2 separate regions of the Anser cygnoides genome follow, and region 2 is linked to region 1. Evidence: chromatin contacts called from public Hi-C data. All regions are on one chromosome and are shown on one strand. Each heading gives the region's core, a stretch centred on a gene start, on an enhancer-like site or on the middle of the called end of the contact. The rest is flanking DNA. Distances are from core to core; before and after follow the strand shown.

Region 1 (7,452 bases), core at 3,479-5,978:
ACAGCAGCTACTATTAAAGTGGATCATATGGAATGGAAGCATATGGAATGGAAGCAAGTTTTATGTTTTTTTAGGAACTACTGATGAAGGGAAACTGTCTCTCCTTTTTCTCTTGCTCTTCTCTGGGATGTTCAGACTCTCATTTACTTTTTCTGTTTTTTTCCTTCTTTTTTTTTTTTTCCAGAATGACTTTAAGGCCTTTCTGTTCATATATATATATATACATATATATTTTGAATAAAATATTAAAAATGCCACTTTGAAAGACCAATTGTCTTGTCTATGTGAATTTTGGTTTGAATTCAATTTCTGGTGAACTTAAAGCAATTACATTTCCTATATTTCCTACTTCCTGGGGCAACTGTGCAATTCCCTCCATTAGTTTTTCAGGGGTAAAGTTTTTGAGAACAACATTGGATAAAAACTTTGCCGCTACAGATCAGCTCTTTACCTGAGATCTGAGAGCTTCTGCATCATTTGGTACACAAACCATTTACAGCAAACCGGTTGCTAATTGCCACGATGGGAGGAAAAATTCTTTAGAGCCTTCATCTTTATATTCTGCCTGCTAGTAGTTTGCATCTGGATGAACTTCTTGCCGATACTGCTGCTACTGCTTCTGGCCAAATGTATTAGGGAACAGGCAAGCCTTTGTATGTCTGGAAGTTTTAGATGAAAAATCCAGGCAAGAAACTGCACCATTCATTCAACCAGTGAAGCAGCAAAAATCACATCAGTGTGAAGATTCAGTGTCTCAAAAAAGCTTTTGAACTTCACTGGTTGCTTGGAGGATTACTGGTCTTTGCAGAACATACTGCAGGGTCACCACCTTGCTGCATTTACCCACTGCACTTATATGTGAAAAATAAAACGGCTTGCATCTTGTTGCAGTTCAGTGACAATTCTTGATGGGTCTTCCTGTTTCGTAATATGAATCAAGAAATGACAACTATGTGGATTTGGTCATAAACCATAATGGAAACACACCCACTGAACATATGTCAGGAAGGACATGGAGTTTTACATAGAGTCATTAGTTTTCAAATCTGAAAGGAAGACAGGTTTCACAGTTAAATAAAAACACTGCATTTGGCCAAGATAAATCTTCTGTTCTTGGAGTTAGAAGAACGGGGCTTGTATTGAGAAACAGATGCATCCTTCTTGTAGGAGGAGTAAGAAATGCCATTTTTTTCTTCATTTGGAGGGATACGTAGAAAATGGCATACAAAATTATGTGAAAATAAGTAGAATCTTTCTGATGATGGGTAAAAAAGGAAAACTCTGAAGGAGGGAAAAATACTCTTGAAAAAAGCCTTTGAAAAAGAAAGCCTAGAAGTAATTTGACTTAATCACTGAATCCATTCAATATTCAAAATGAAAATGAATCCATTGCCCTTGAAGTTTTACTCAGTTCATTCATTCAGTCTCCCTCTTTGGTTATTAAGCTGATTCTCCCTGTGACTCCAATCTGATTACTAAATCACTCCACAAGATATTAAGGGCTCCAAATTTTGGTTCGTTAAGATTAACCTGGCTACTCTTGATCTTGTTGAGTTATCCTTAGATCTGAAAGTAAGATAATCAGTTTGAAAGGATTTGGGTGGGACTGCTTATATCATTAGGAAATAGTGGTATGCGAGAGAGACGGCTATGGAAATCAATTAATAATTAAGACACTAAAGGCTATGATTTACTTAAAAGATTCTCAGTTATATTCTGAATACTTTTACAGTAGCATAAGCTTGGAATTACTTCCTTAATCTTGGCTAAGTTATGCACGGTATGAGTGACACTGACCCATTGGTGTTGTGAAGAGGATAACGTAGAACAGTAAAAAAACCCTTTCTTTTCACTTCAATTGTGCTCATGCGTATCCATTGTTTGGATGGGAAACAGAGCAGTGTGTGAACAGCGACACTTCCTATTCACGAACATCTCTGACTTGAACACCAAGTGTCTTCTTTCAGTTGAATTGTTTCTGAACTCCTTACTGTGCAGCTGCTTACTGAAATATTTTCTGAATATTGAAAATATACTGAATACTAATACTAAAGTAACTTGAGTCCTTCTACTTCACCAAGTAAAAAGATAAACAATTCAATTTTGGCACTATGAGGTTGCATTTACAATCTATCATACTCACATTATAGACACTAGATATGAGGTATTGAATCACTGAAGTAGCTGTCTTTAAATGCCTCACCAGTTTGGGAGTGAAAAACAATGAGAGACATGTGGGATTCATCTTTTTGTTTTAGTTGGATATGAAAACGGAGGCACAGCAGAGTTACAGCAGATTAGTTGTCCAGACACCAGCAAAGGAAACATATTTAGCTAAGCTTATTCTTAAATATTTACTGTACGGTAATGTGAACTGTCTATTATCTACAGACGGCTCATAAATGACAACTGCCCTGAACTACGCCAAGCCTGCACTGGGAAAAAGGAGCCTAAAACAATTTTATTAAGGTGGAATATTTTTGGCAAGGTTTAATTTACTTACTTTAATTTACTTACTTATTCACATGGAATAAGTATGTTCTCTGCAGTATGCACTATGGAGAATCCCATGAGGAAATCCAATCTCATCTCCAGAGCAGGACTGGATTACTGTTCAATAAGTAACGCCTACAGCTACATGTTAAGCAACATAGAGAAAAACAACGACACCAGCACTGAGTAGCTGTCTATCTTGTGTGCTTAATGTGAGAGTTCTGAGGGAAAAATGCATAGGAATACATAATTAAAGACTGTAACCTAAACAATACACACAAAAACACCACATTAAGGTTACAGAGGCAATGTCACTTTGGGCAGTTTTTAGCATATGGGTGCTCACATCTGTTTTCTCAACATACTTTTTACATAGATTTTTGTGGGTAATTAATAATAAGCTCTGCTTTACTCTTTAGAAAAAAAAGATAACAGTGCACTGAAATGCAGGCACTAAAAAGAGTAGACAAAATGTGTTTTACTCACTGGAGTTTGCAGGACAAGTTTTATGTATATCTCTGTTTATGACTACTGTAGTTTAGCACAACCTTTGGCTAGGATACTGGGACTGGTCTTGAAATTGCCACTGAAATTGCTACTGCTTTAATAAGCAGTAACAGACATGATTTGTACAAGACAGTAGGCATAGAACTTCTGTAGTTAGATCTGGTGTGATTTAGCTAATTAGTATTATATTTTATAATGCTTATAACATTTTACATTAGCTTGGGGGTGTATACCTGCCAATTCTGTAAAGCAGTGACTTCACTGAAATTACCGGTGTTGTAGCTACGCAAACATTTATAATTAAATACTTGCTAAAATAATTTCTAGACTTTGGTCAAATTATTTTACTATGACCACATCCATCACTCCCGTTTGTTCAGCATTTTTTTGCAAATATCCAGTGCAGGCACTGGTAAGCCTAATATTTATATTTTCTAAACCATTCATTGCATTCAGGTTCTTCTACTGTGTGTGTCAATACATTCAAGAAGGTATAACTTTCACAGCTCAAGGTGATAAAGTCTAATGGAGGCAGGGAGGAAGAAAGCGGCTTCCTAAAATGTAGTAATTTTCTTACATTAAAAAATGATTAAAGCATCTGATTTGGTTTTCAGAACAAAATGTTGCAAATCTATTTTATATAGAACGGTTCAAGATTCTTTGAAGATGGGAAATACAGCATCTTTTCCAAACAAATCACAGTTTGTTCACTGAAGAAAGTTAATTTCTTATAAAAACAACCCATGAAAGGTTTGTTGCTTTACTATGAGAAAGAGGAACAATATTTTAAAATAACTGTTAACCTTCCAGAATCTTTTGTGTGACAGGTTCATCTGTGATCCTGACTTTCACATTCACACTCCTCCTCCTTCATCTTCTGGCTAATGATTGCTGCCTTCTCTTCCTCCCACCCCTGGGCTGCAGCAGGTTACCTCTTGAAGTGCGCTAACATACCCTTGTATTTTTGTTTGACGGCCTGTTTCCATTCTAGATTAGTACATGACAGGGTCATATGTGCATTGTATTAAAAGGCATCAACTCTGTTTAGCTTCAAACAGAAGCACTTTCTGATTTTAAAGTGTTTTCTGATTTTAAAATGTTAGAAAATGCTGGCTTAGTTTGCAAGAGAGATGATCCTTCATATGCTACTTCAATTTTTCATTTTGTTGCTGGATAGGAATGTATTCGCAATCAAATGAAATTTAAAAGCAATTACAATCAACCACACCACTAGATGGAGCTTCTTTTCTGCCTTTCCTCCTGAAGATGCTGAAACTAGGACTGAATTCAGAGTATGTATGACCTATTCTATTAATAGTCAATGAAATATAAAGCTTTTTTTTTCACTTCTGGTGATGCAGGATTGAGCATGCCTCCATTCATATATGGCTATGTCAATGATTTTTATTTGAATACTATTAATGATAGCTATTAACGCCAATCCTTTGCTTTTGCAGTGTTAGTCAATATCACTCAGTCCTAGATTTCTTGTTCGTGCACATGAGTTTTGAGGTGCAGGCTTACTTTCTAGAACAGCATGTTAATAGTAAAACAGCACATATTTCTCCTGCTTTTTTCCTACTGTAAAAACTATTTATATTCTTTAGAAATGCAAATCTCTTTGTTCAGACCACTACATAAGCTATTTCATTCACTGAAATTCAACTCTGTTTTTTTGTTTTCTGTCTTTTAGCAGTACTGTATGTACTGTGTTACAGATACCCAGCTGCAGATACTATACAGTACAGATACTCAGCTACAGATACTCAGCTGCATATGTACATCAACTGAAACAATCCTTTCATAAGTCATGAGAATCAGTATAAACAACTGCAATAAACATTACCTCCCTTACAGGACCTTCTATCAGGTACCTACCTGTTTTGCTGTCTTCTAACATACCTTAGCAATTCAGAACAAACTCTAATTGTGGCAGTTCTGGGGAACCTAAAAGAATCAGGGTTGAATTTACTCCTTTTCCTGCAGTTTGGAAAACTACGCATTCAAGCAAACTATTTTTAACACAGCGTTTATACATCAAGGTTATGACTTAAAGCCTATTGACGTGTTTTAAGACAAGTGAAAGAAACAACTGACATACTACTTACCCAGTTGCGGCTGCCATGCTGAAAAGGTTGCCCTGCATTTGCTAGGAGTTATAAAACATGCTATATTGCACAACTCTGTTTTCCCAGAAGACAGAAGTATCCGAGCTGATGAGGTCAGGTTAACATTCACTTTTAAAAAAGCCAAGTCCAACACAACTGTGAAGATCGTCAGAGGCTTCGCCAGCTGATGTAGTAAAGGCCCCTCTGACCAGCTGACCAATTCTGTTGTCCAAGAAGAGTCCAAATGAGTTCATGCCACTATTGATTTTGAGTGAGCTACAGGCCTTCTTGCTTGTGACAAAAACACAAAACAGAAAACATCTGGGTGTAAGTTCATGTCACTTTCCATTTTCATGTCTCATTTCCAATGAGCAAAAATCTAATGCCTTAGAGAGGAAAAAAAAAAGTAAAAAAATCTAAGGTGTTGGACATTTAATGGTTCGTGGCTAGAGACTCAAAAAAACAGTTTAGAGATGAATTGCTTCATCAGTTATGCTTCATATACTATCTAGAAGCTCATTTTGGAGTGTATTTCAAGCATTTGGAATTTTGGAGTGTCCTTAGTCAGGAAGTAAACGTCTTCTGTCTGGGTAAGTTTCCTTACAGAGTTTTAAGGAGATGTTCGTTTTCAGTTTTCCAGAGGCAGACTGCTAGGTGGCAGGGCAGGAGCAAAATCCAGTAACTTAAGACAGATGGCAAGAAAAAAAATGATTATTTTATTAGCCCAGCAACGGTTTTGGGGGTAGAATGCCCTTTATACTTGGCATAAGATGGAGCTCTATTCTTACTAAAGTCAATCAATATGATGGCATAATCACAGAATCATAGAATCATTCAGGTTGGAAAAGACCTCTAAGATCATCTACTCCAACTTTTAACCTAGTAATGTTTGTCCTGCTCTGTTGTTTTAGGGTAACTTCTTTTAAGTTTGGGAAGATGCCATGAACCTTTTGTTCCCCTTAGGCTATCATTATTAACCTTGGGGCATCTAGAGGAGACAGCAGAGCTCTCTTCTGTGTGGCAGTTCTAGCTGTTTGCTTTTACTGTTTCACAGGTTCTGGTGTTGCCTTGATGTCTAACTTTGAGCAACTGCTGCGTGGGGTCTGGAGGCCAGAAACAAATGAATTTCTTCCTATGTACTTGTAAGGAGATAGCCTGTATGTCTTCTGTCAGACTTTTGCTCCAGCGGAAAGCTTCATCTGCACAATTTTCTTTGGCTCTGGTTCTAGCAGACACATTAGTCATCATGATTAGCATGGGGCCTTCCATGAGGTTTCCCATCCACCGCCTCCTCCTGAAACAACTTTGTGAACAGTTCGTTGATGTCACTAATCGCCAAGTTTAAAAAAAATCTTCGATACCAAAAAGAAGATCAGCAAGGAGCCAGGACAGCTTCTGCAGGAGCTGGGCCACCACACGCTCTGTGTCTGAAGAACTCCAGATTTCTGTGTAAGCTCTGGACCAGCACTCTGTGTATCAAGACATGCAGTATAGGGTCAACATCAGGCACTGGGGTTCAGTTCCCCCCCTTTAATCGCAGCCAAGCAAGAGATGAGGGGGACACCCGCCATGAGGCCTTCCCACCGCCCCCCAGCTGCAGCCGGCCCCTCAGAGCTCACCCCCCCAACACCCCTGACCCCCTTCTTTGCCTCATAGGGACAGGCCCAGGCCTGTAATTACATTACAGTGATAATGTACAGGGATAATGTACAGTGGAATTTGATCCACGTCATATTTTTTCCTAGATTGCTATGCAAAAAATATACATAAACACATAACACATTTTGGAAGCTGAAACCATTTTTCCCAGTGATTATCTGAGCTTTGCCTTTTCAAAGACTGTCTATTTGGGTTAATTTGTTGAAATGCAATAACTGTCTGTATTAGGATGGTAGTTTGGACACAGGAGGTTTTTTTTTTTTTTTGATCATAACAATTTACTGCTTAAACGTCTGACAAACATGACTTTCAGTCATCATCACAAGATTTTCAGTGTACCATGTAAATATAAAAAAAGTTTATATAAACATCTTACAAAACACAGGTTAGTACCTTTCAACCTCTTAGAACCAGAAGGACCAAATCTGAAATCTTAGGGAATGTAAAGTTTTTGTTCAATATGTTTTTTTCACATTGTTTGTTAAAGCATTTTAAATCTTTTCCATGCAATTTCTGCAAAGCAGAAAGTCAAAAAATACTGATGAATCATTTTGTGCCATTGCTATATATTTGGTTATCACAAAGAATGAGCTCAATGTTTATACCACATGCAGAGGAAGAAATCTCGGAGCGATTGAAATCGATTACAAAACTCCAACTTCAGAAAGGTTATTTCACCCAAATG
Region 2 (7,452 bases), core at 2,929-5,428, 330 kb before region 1:
TACCAGATAGGAGCACAGAGAGACAGTAACCCTGGTGACTTGTTTTTCTTATCACTACTCTAAGATACATGTCATGATCCATATGTTGTGTCTACAAGAGTGCAACTTGCTGTATTTGTCTCTAGAAGCCTATACCTTCAGTTGTCTTCCTTCATTTTTTCTTTTCTCTCTCCTTCTTTTCTCTTTCTTTCTGTCTGCTTAGGTGAGCTAAAATATTAAAACAGCATTTTGTGAATTGCATGTTACAAAGATATCTTCCTATTCTATTGCTGTTGTTACCTTTTCCTCACATATGTGTTATTACTTATTTTCTTAGCATGCTTTTAACTTTTGTTCTTGTTGTTGTTGTTGTTTGTTGTCGTTTGTTGTTGTTTTGTTTTTGGTTAGTTGGTTGGTTGGCGGGTTTGATTTGTCTTTTTTCGCCATGTATTCTTACTCTGGGAAGCAGTACCTTGGAGGAGCTAAGTCACACACCTGTTAAAATGGGATTTAAATGTGATATAATATTGCATACCATTTTTCTGGTCCTTTGTATATGTGCCTAAGTGCAATTTACCGTATATGTCATGTCATAATAACTATAAACTATGTGTATGCCAGAGAAGCTGTTGCACGCTTGTTATGAAACATTTACTTGGATCCAAGGCAAAATCGCTTGGTAAGTTTTCAGACCACTGGATCTTGATGTTTTGATTGCGGAATGAGTGGTTCGGCTATTGTAATCTATACCTATGTGCTGTGTATTTCAGTATAATTGCAGGTTCTTTGACATGCTGATACAAGCCTGAACAAAAAGTGTTTTGCGTACCTTCTTGTTGAAGGGGGAACGAAGGGGGAACGGTGCTATTATCATGGGTGATGGTTCTGATACACCAAGGTGATCAGTGCATCATCAGCTATATCACCAGTTTCTTCAAGATTGCAAAGTATCTCACAATCTGATCAGCACAATCATCTTCTTAGCTGTAATGGTAATTCCTGCACTTTTGCAATAATTTCTGCAGTCTTTATGTCACGTGTTTGCCATTTTCCCCATAGATTATCTGCAATATACTTTCTGTAATGTGAACTGAACTAAACTCAGGATTAAGGAGCTGAATATTTGCCATCCTTTACCATGACAAGGCAGCTGGTCTCTCTTTGATAGAAATTGTTTATCCAGGAAGCAGATGTGTTGGGTACTTTATTATTCAGAATTTGATTTCCATGGCAAATAGTATGGCATTATCACTACAGAGAATTTTAATACATATTTAACAGAAAGTTATCCTGATGATTTGTTCACCTTCCCCTTGAAAACCAGTCCAATAAATCCTGAAGGACTTAGTTGTGTGATGATATTACTATGTTTTGTGGTAGTGTTTTTGTTTGTTTGTTTGTTTGTTTGTTTTTTGGCATTGATGATGACAAGCAATTTTGAACATGTGAGATAGATTTTCATAGTTTTGCTTCTACACTGTAGGCAACTACTGTTCTTTTACTGTTAGTAAAGGACATTAATCACTGGTGTCTTTGTAAGCCTGGTTTTGGAACCCCCCTGTTTATGTGAACCATCTTCTTACCTCAGCATGAAAGGCATGTGCAGTTCCCAACACCCAAGAAGAAATTAAACTTCAACCCATTTATTTAAGCAGAGATTTTTACTGAGAGAGAACTTTAAGTGTGAGCTCTGAATCAGCAGCTAACTAATCATACAGTGCTTTTCTCCACTTTTCTTGGCTGGATTGTTTGTTTATTCTCAGGCAATCAGTAATTCTGGAGGAATCACTCTTTTGCAGCATTGTCCTTAGTCAGAATCTAACATACCAAATTCTAAGTCCACAGTTTTCAGTAATCACCACCACTGACTGGTGCATGCTCTGTCGTCTCACACTGCAACGATGTTCCATCCAGAAACATTCTTACTACTCCAAATCAATGCAATTCTTTTACCATTAATGCAGATTAATTTACCCCATCTAGCTGCAGATTATCCTCATCTAATAAAAACATCATGTGTTCTACCTTGAATTATGAACCTTTCCAAATGTCTCAGAATTTAGTACAGTTGGACAACATATATCATTCTTATGAAGATCACATGTGCTGGGCTACAAGTTTAGGCTTACCTCCCTAAAATATTTTCACAAATGAGGATCTGAAGGGCTAAGCTTATGTCTGGAAAATACTCTAATTATTTAGGCACTGTGCCACTATTGAAGGCCTTGCCTCAAGCGTGCTGTAAAGTTAGCTGACGTATTCTTATTGCTTAGTCCTACTCCCTGTGTACTATGTTGTCTCTTAATATTTTCTCTCAGAATTTTACTGTTCAGCCTTTCCGATCCTTTAGAGTATGGCTGCATGACATGTCTGTGTTGAGCAGGGTCTTGTACAATTTTCCTTAGGTAGATCATGGGCAGATTCCTATTTGCTTTGGTCATTCACCATTTGCTTCCAGTGCTCAAAGGCAGGGGAAGGCTATACTCTGTAGTCATGATTACTTACGTGCTTCTTGTTAGCAGCACTTAGCTGCTCTTAAAAGTTACTCCGGCATGTTTAAATAAATAATTTGGTAGTCTCGTTTCGAGTCTTCTCAGTGTAACTGGGGTGTTGGTGTTCAGAAATTACTACATTTTCCTCAGCAAGATGTTCAATGTATTGACTGAACAATTAAACTGCACAGGAATATTATTCTTAGTGTTTAATCAGAATAGAAACAAAAGTTCAATAACAAATATTTTTTTTTTTGAGGAAATAACATACAAAATAACCTCAGAGAGTTTTTGTAGACATTTAGTTGGTAACCAGTAAATCTATATGTTTAGCTTTTAAAAGACCTGTAAGTTTCAAAATATGTTTTGGATTTGCAACTCCTATTAACAATCTATGGAAGTTGTACACACTCAGCATGCTTTTTGAAGTGCTACTCTCATTTGTGTAAGGTTACATATCATATGCTCCTTTCCAGGACAGGTAAGATACCTGCTTAAATATAATCTGCCAAATGCAGGAAATGAGAAAGTAAAGTACTCTCTGAAAGCATCTAGAGTGGTACATTACGTTGCATTGTTTTTTTCACAGCAAGAGCACCTGGGAAAGAAACATTGCTGGCACAAGTTCAATCAGGAGATGTGGTTACAGGAGTCTTACTTTACATATGAATCAACTAACAACAGAACTGTTGTTAATTAAAGGAACTGAAATCTTCCTAAATTGGAGTTCTTTATAGATTCCTGAACCATTTAATGATGCAGGTGCTGGCTGTGGACTTTTCAAGCATTTTTGCCAAGCAACTATCAGTCCTACTCTTTGTTGTTCTTTCACTTTTTGGAAAAAAAAAAAAAAAAGTATTTCGGGGCATCATTTCACAGTTTAAACTTTAAACCAGTGTGTGCAAATGCTGCTACTGAAAGGAGCAGTCTATTTTCCTAAGGCCTTCCCTGTTCACTCCCATGCCTTCTTTTCTGCTGACACAGATGTTTTCACAGTCAAGCATTGAACCAGCTCAGGGTTCAGATCTAAGTTACAATTAGCCAGGCAAAAGCAAGTATGTAAATAAATAAAGGTTAACTGTGACCCAGATCAAATCTCTGATCCTTTGCATCACACAACTCAATGCACAGTCCTATCAGTGCAAAGGATAGAGATGTAAGGGAATCTGACAAGCAGTAGAATTGCTTCTTTCAGCAGCAGTGCTTTATTGCCTCAGCTTACGACATTAAAGCATTAAAGTATAGCCTCTGAGGGATTTGTTTCACTTTCTGTATTGGTCTAATTATATTGCTAAAATGTTTTACTCTCATATCACAGAAAGCATCTGTGTAAGTAGGTATAAATGGGGCTGTTAACTTGCTCCTCTAAGAAGTGAGTTATAAAGCTATAGTAATGTGCATCTATTAGTCTGTTAAAACCAGAGCTGACAGAGGAAGATAGTAGGTCCTTACAATTTTATTTTATTTTTTTTTGGTCGTACAGAGGAAAGTGAAACTGTTAATGGTTCCACTAAGCAAAAGACCACATCACGAGCTTCACCCTCCATCAAACAACTATCCTACTAAACATTTTTCTCATGTGTGGGATTTTCTTGGCCTTGATGTATCTCAAGTGTCAGCAATCTCTGCTTCTGCTTGTGTTGACCCTTGCATAACCCTTTGTGTTGTGCTGACATCCGCATTTGTGTGGGCATTCTGGGAAGCAGGTGAGACAACTGATCCAGTTAAAAAGTAACCCAGTCTAGAAGACCCATCAGCTGGACCAGTTTGCTGGTTTGACTTACACTGTTCACAAAAACAGTGGAGCTGGCACAGCTCAGAGCATAGCGACTGTTTAAGACAGCACTATTGCTGAAACGTTTATCTTTAGACTACACCCCTACGTCTAGCCAGACAAAGCTGCTTCACTAGGCTATATCTCGCTTTGCGTATGTGTGATCAAAGCCTACCTGGGGTAATCTCTGCCTGGCTTTGTTAACATGAGCATCTGTGGAAAAGTTACCAGATATCTAATGACTCCAAGCAAGTTGCTGAATTCAGGGCAGCATAAACTTAGAGGAGTTAAACCTTTTAAGACCTGGATTTACCAGAGTTGAAGTGCATCTCCTACAACTTCACCACTTCATCAGGCTTGGTTTGTCTGGCCCAGCGACCATCTTGACTGCAGGGTGTACTTGTTGCTTTTTTGGCAGCTCAGCGTGTAAGGTAATTTGCTTTCCAGGCTGCCTGTTGTGCAGGACTGGTTTACTTACCAAGGGCAGAGGTTTTTTGGAGGATTTATATTGCTAAGGAATTCAACGTGTTTTTTTCTCAACATGTTCCCCAAATACTTCAGCATGTACTTAATACATTCTTTTGCTAAGGGAGGATATCTGGTCCAATTTTCTTCATCTAGGGTAATTTTGTTCCAGTAAAGTCAAAATTCACCCCAAAACTTCCCATTTGGATCTCTTTAAGATAGTAATGTCGTTCTCTGAATTTGAGGGAGGGCAGATCCCTTTCGATCTCTCTCTGTATTAGCTTATAATAGGTCATAACTAACTTCATTTTCTCCTATTAAAGTTTAACTGTTGGTGTTCTTTCAAGCTGTAAGTTTGCAATCCAGCAAAATGTGTTTGTCTTGCTTTGGCCTTTAGTCTGTTCCACTATCCTCTTTTCTCCCTACAAATCGGGTAGACAGTAGCTCATGTAGATCTTTTACTGTGTGTTCTGCAATTTCTCACGTTTCGTGCCATAAGATAATACATTTAGACAGATAATCTACAGAGGGAAAGCAAAAATTTAAATAAACCATACAGTAATGTCACTTCAGTAAATACGTTTCATACAGGGCTCTGATGATTATTCCCTGATACCTACATTGCATCTCCACAAGCCTTAGCGTGTCTCTGCTTTTGTGTAGATACCACCTACCGTTCCTCTTCCTTGATAGCATCTCTCCTGCTTTCATGTAGAAATGTTTTTGGTTAAACCAAGCAGACAAAGTAACCACAAACAATGTCTGTGAAAAATACTTATTCGTGTGAGTTGTTCTGGATTTTTTTCAGAAAGAATATCTTCTAGATTAATCTTCCACAGTGCAGCTTTCTGGAATACAGCCAATTTGGTACTTATTGCTTAGCGATAGCCTTGAAAGGTAGTGAATTTCTGGTTAAGGATTTATTATTGTTATTATTATTTTATTTTTTAATAAGGACTGGCATTTCTAGATGACTATGCTCATACTTTCTTCATTCCTTAGGATTTAGGTACTTTTACTTACTTACTTGATTTATTCAGGGTCGTGCCTAAATTGTCCCTTTTTTATCATTTTTGTAGCCTCAAGGTATTTTACAGTGAGAACTGGAACAATTCTGAGGCATGCTGGTCATGGCACTAGGAAAGGCTAGTAAAATGATAGTTCTGAAGAAGCAGTGGTGGATATGCACATGAACTCTCACAAATTCTTAACCAAGTAGAAAAAAAAGCAAGAAAATTCCAGGCCCTGATCTGCTAAAGCACTCCTGGTGGAGAAGTATCTGTATCCACAGTCATATTGGCAAAGGGATCTGTACCTGTTGATATAATCACATCCCAAAATGGCATATAACTTGGCTGCATTTTATTTAAGAGACATAGATATAAAAAGGGTTGAATTGCCTCCTACAGTTGCCCAACTTTTAATTTACCATGTCCATGTACAAGAGAGAAGGACCTCGGTATGATGTCCTAGCCACGGCTGGGCTGGCTGGAGGCCACGGCAATGAGGTATGAGGCACTAAGAGATTTGGCTAGTGATGCAGACCTGAAGGAAGGCAACTGTTCCTTGTTGTCCTTCAAGGTAAGCGTTTTTATGTTCTTTTGGAAATAAAAAGTGCCAGGAGATCTTAGTTAAGCCTTTTTCACTTGAAGACACCAGTCTTACCTTTTGATTATAATCATGCTGTGTAACTCTTCATTTCCAACTGATTCATTATCCTAAGTCATCAATTTTGTAAGGTGCAGAACTGTAACGTGCTTTCTGTTGTTGCTGATCTCAGTGGGACCATTCAGCTGAACAAAATAAAACAGGTGTGCGCTGGCAGCATAGCAACTTTGGTATAGGTTTATTTAAGTGCTGTTTTGCAGTCATATTCTCTCACAGAAAATAAATAGTCATCTTAATAGAAACGACATGTTTATTCAAAAGTATACAAATCACCTTATAATGGGTCTTCCTGTGGCTGCAGTCACATATCAGTATCTTCATATAGCTATAAGCTAGAAGACAGGTATCAGAAATCTAGGGAAAGAAGAAATTTAAGCAGTCCTTCACAAGTAAAATATGGTGGTAGTCTTGTCACTGCACCGTGGGCTGCCTGCAGCTAGGGCAGGGCGTTCAGCCAGTCATTCAGTGTAACTAGGAGACTGGCTCCCACTGTAAATTGTCTTTGTACTCCCTTTTTGCTTTACGGCAAGTTTAGTTTTGAAATGTGATGTTAGTATATATTAAAAGTCTTCTTGATTATGCAAGAGTGATAGGACCTATAATAAGGAATAGAATTTGTGGGCACAAAGAAAAGCGTGCCAAAAGAATATATCATATTTTCCTAAAGAGTCGTAGAGGTGTTAAGTTTGGAAGGGACGTCTGGAGATTGTTTAGTCCAAGTGCCCTGCTCAAAGCAGGGTGAATTAGGAGCAGGTTGCTCAGGACCATGTACAGTTGGGTTCTGAGTATCTCCAGGGATGGAGACTCCACAACCTTTCTGGGCAACATGTTCCACTGTTTGACTACCCTCACAATAAAAAAACTTTTCTTCTGTTTAAATGGAATTACCTGTATTTTGATTTGTGTCCGATACCACTTGTCCTCTCTCTGGGCACCACTGTGATAAGTCTTCTTAACACCCTCCATCAGGTATCCATGCACCTTTATAAGATCCCCCTGAGCCTTCTCTTCTCCAGAATCTCCCAGCCTCTCGTTGGATGTCTGATGCCCTGACCCCATGATCATCTTAGGAGG

The links. Hi-C and Micro-C count contacts between places; a contact is called where the count stands out from the background.
Region 2: a contact with region 1 is called in a Hi-C map of liver, with 2.8 times the contacts expected there. The contact joins two enhancer-like sites. A contact is called at or near these places in 2 of 7 Hi-C or Micro-C datasets (both in liver).

The regions. Positions count from the first base shown.
Region 1 is chr2:73,461,912-73,469,363 of Taihu_goose_T2T_genome, reverse strand. No RefSeq gene overlaps it. Among named protein-coding and RNA genes, the nearest start is that of PPP1R3G, 8.4 kb to the right of the region's middle. Within about 2 kb of position 4,728, at least 1 of the 3 cell types and tissues checked has open chromatin away from gene starts, as enhancers often do. A contact at or near this core is called in liver, where this site is marked.
Region 2 is chr2:73,794,562-73,802,013 of Taihu_goose_T2T_genome, reverse strand. No RefSeq gene overlaps it. Among named protein-coding and RNA genes, the nearest start is that of ECI2, 5.8 kb to the left of the region's middle. Within about 2 kb of position 4,178, at least 3 of the 3 cell types and tissues checked have open chromatin away from gene starts, as enhancers often do. A contact at or near this core is called in liver, where this site is marked.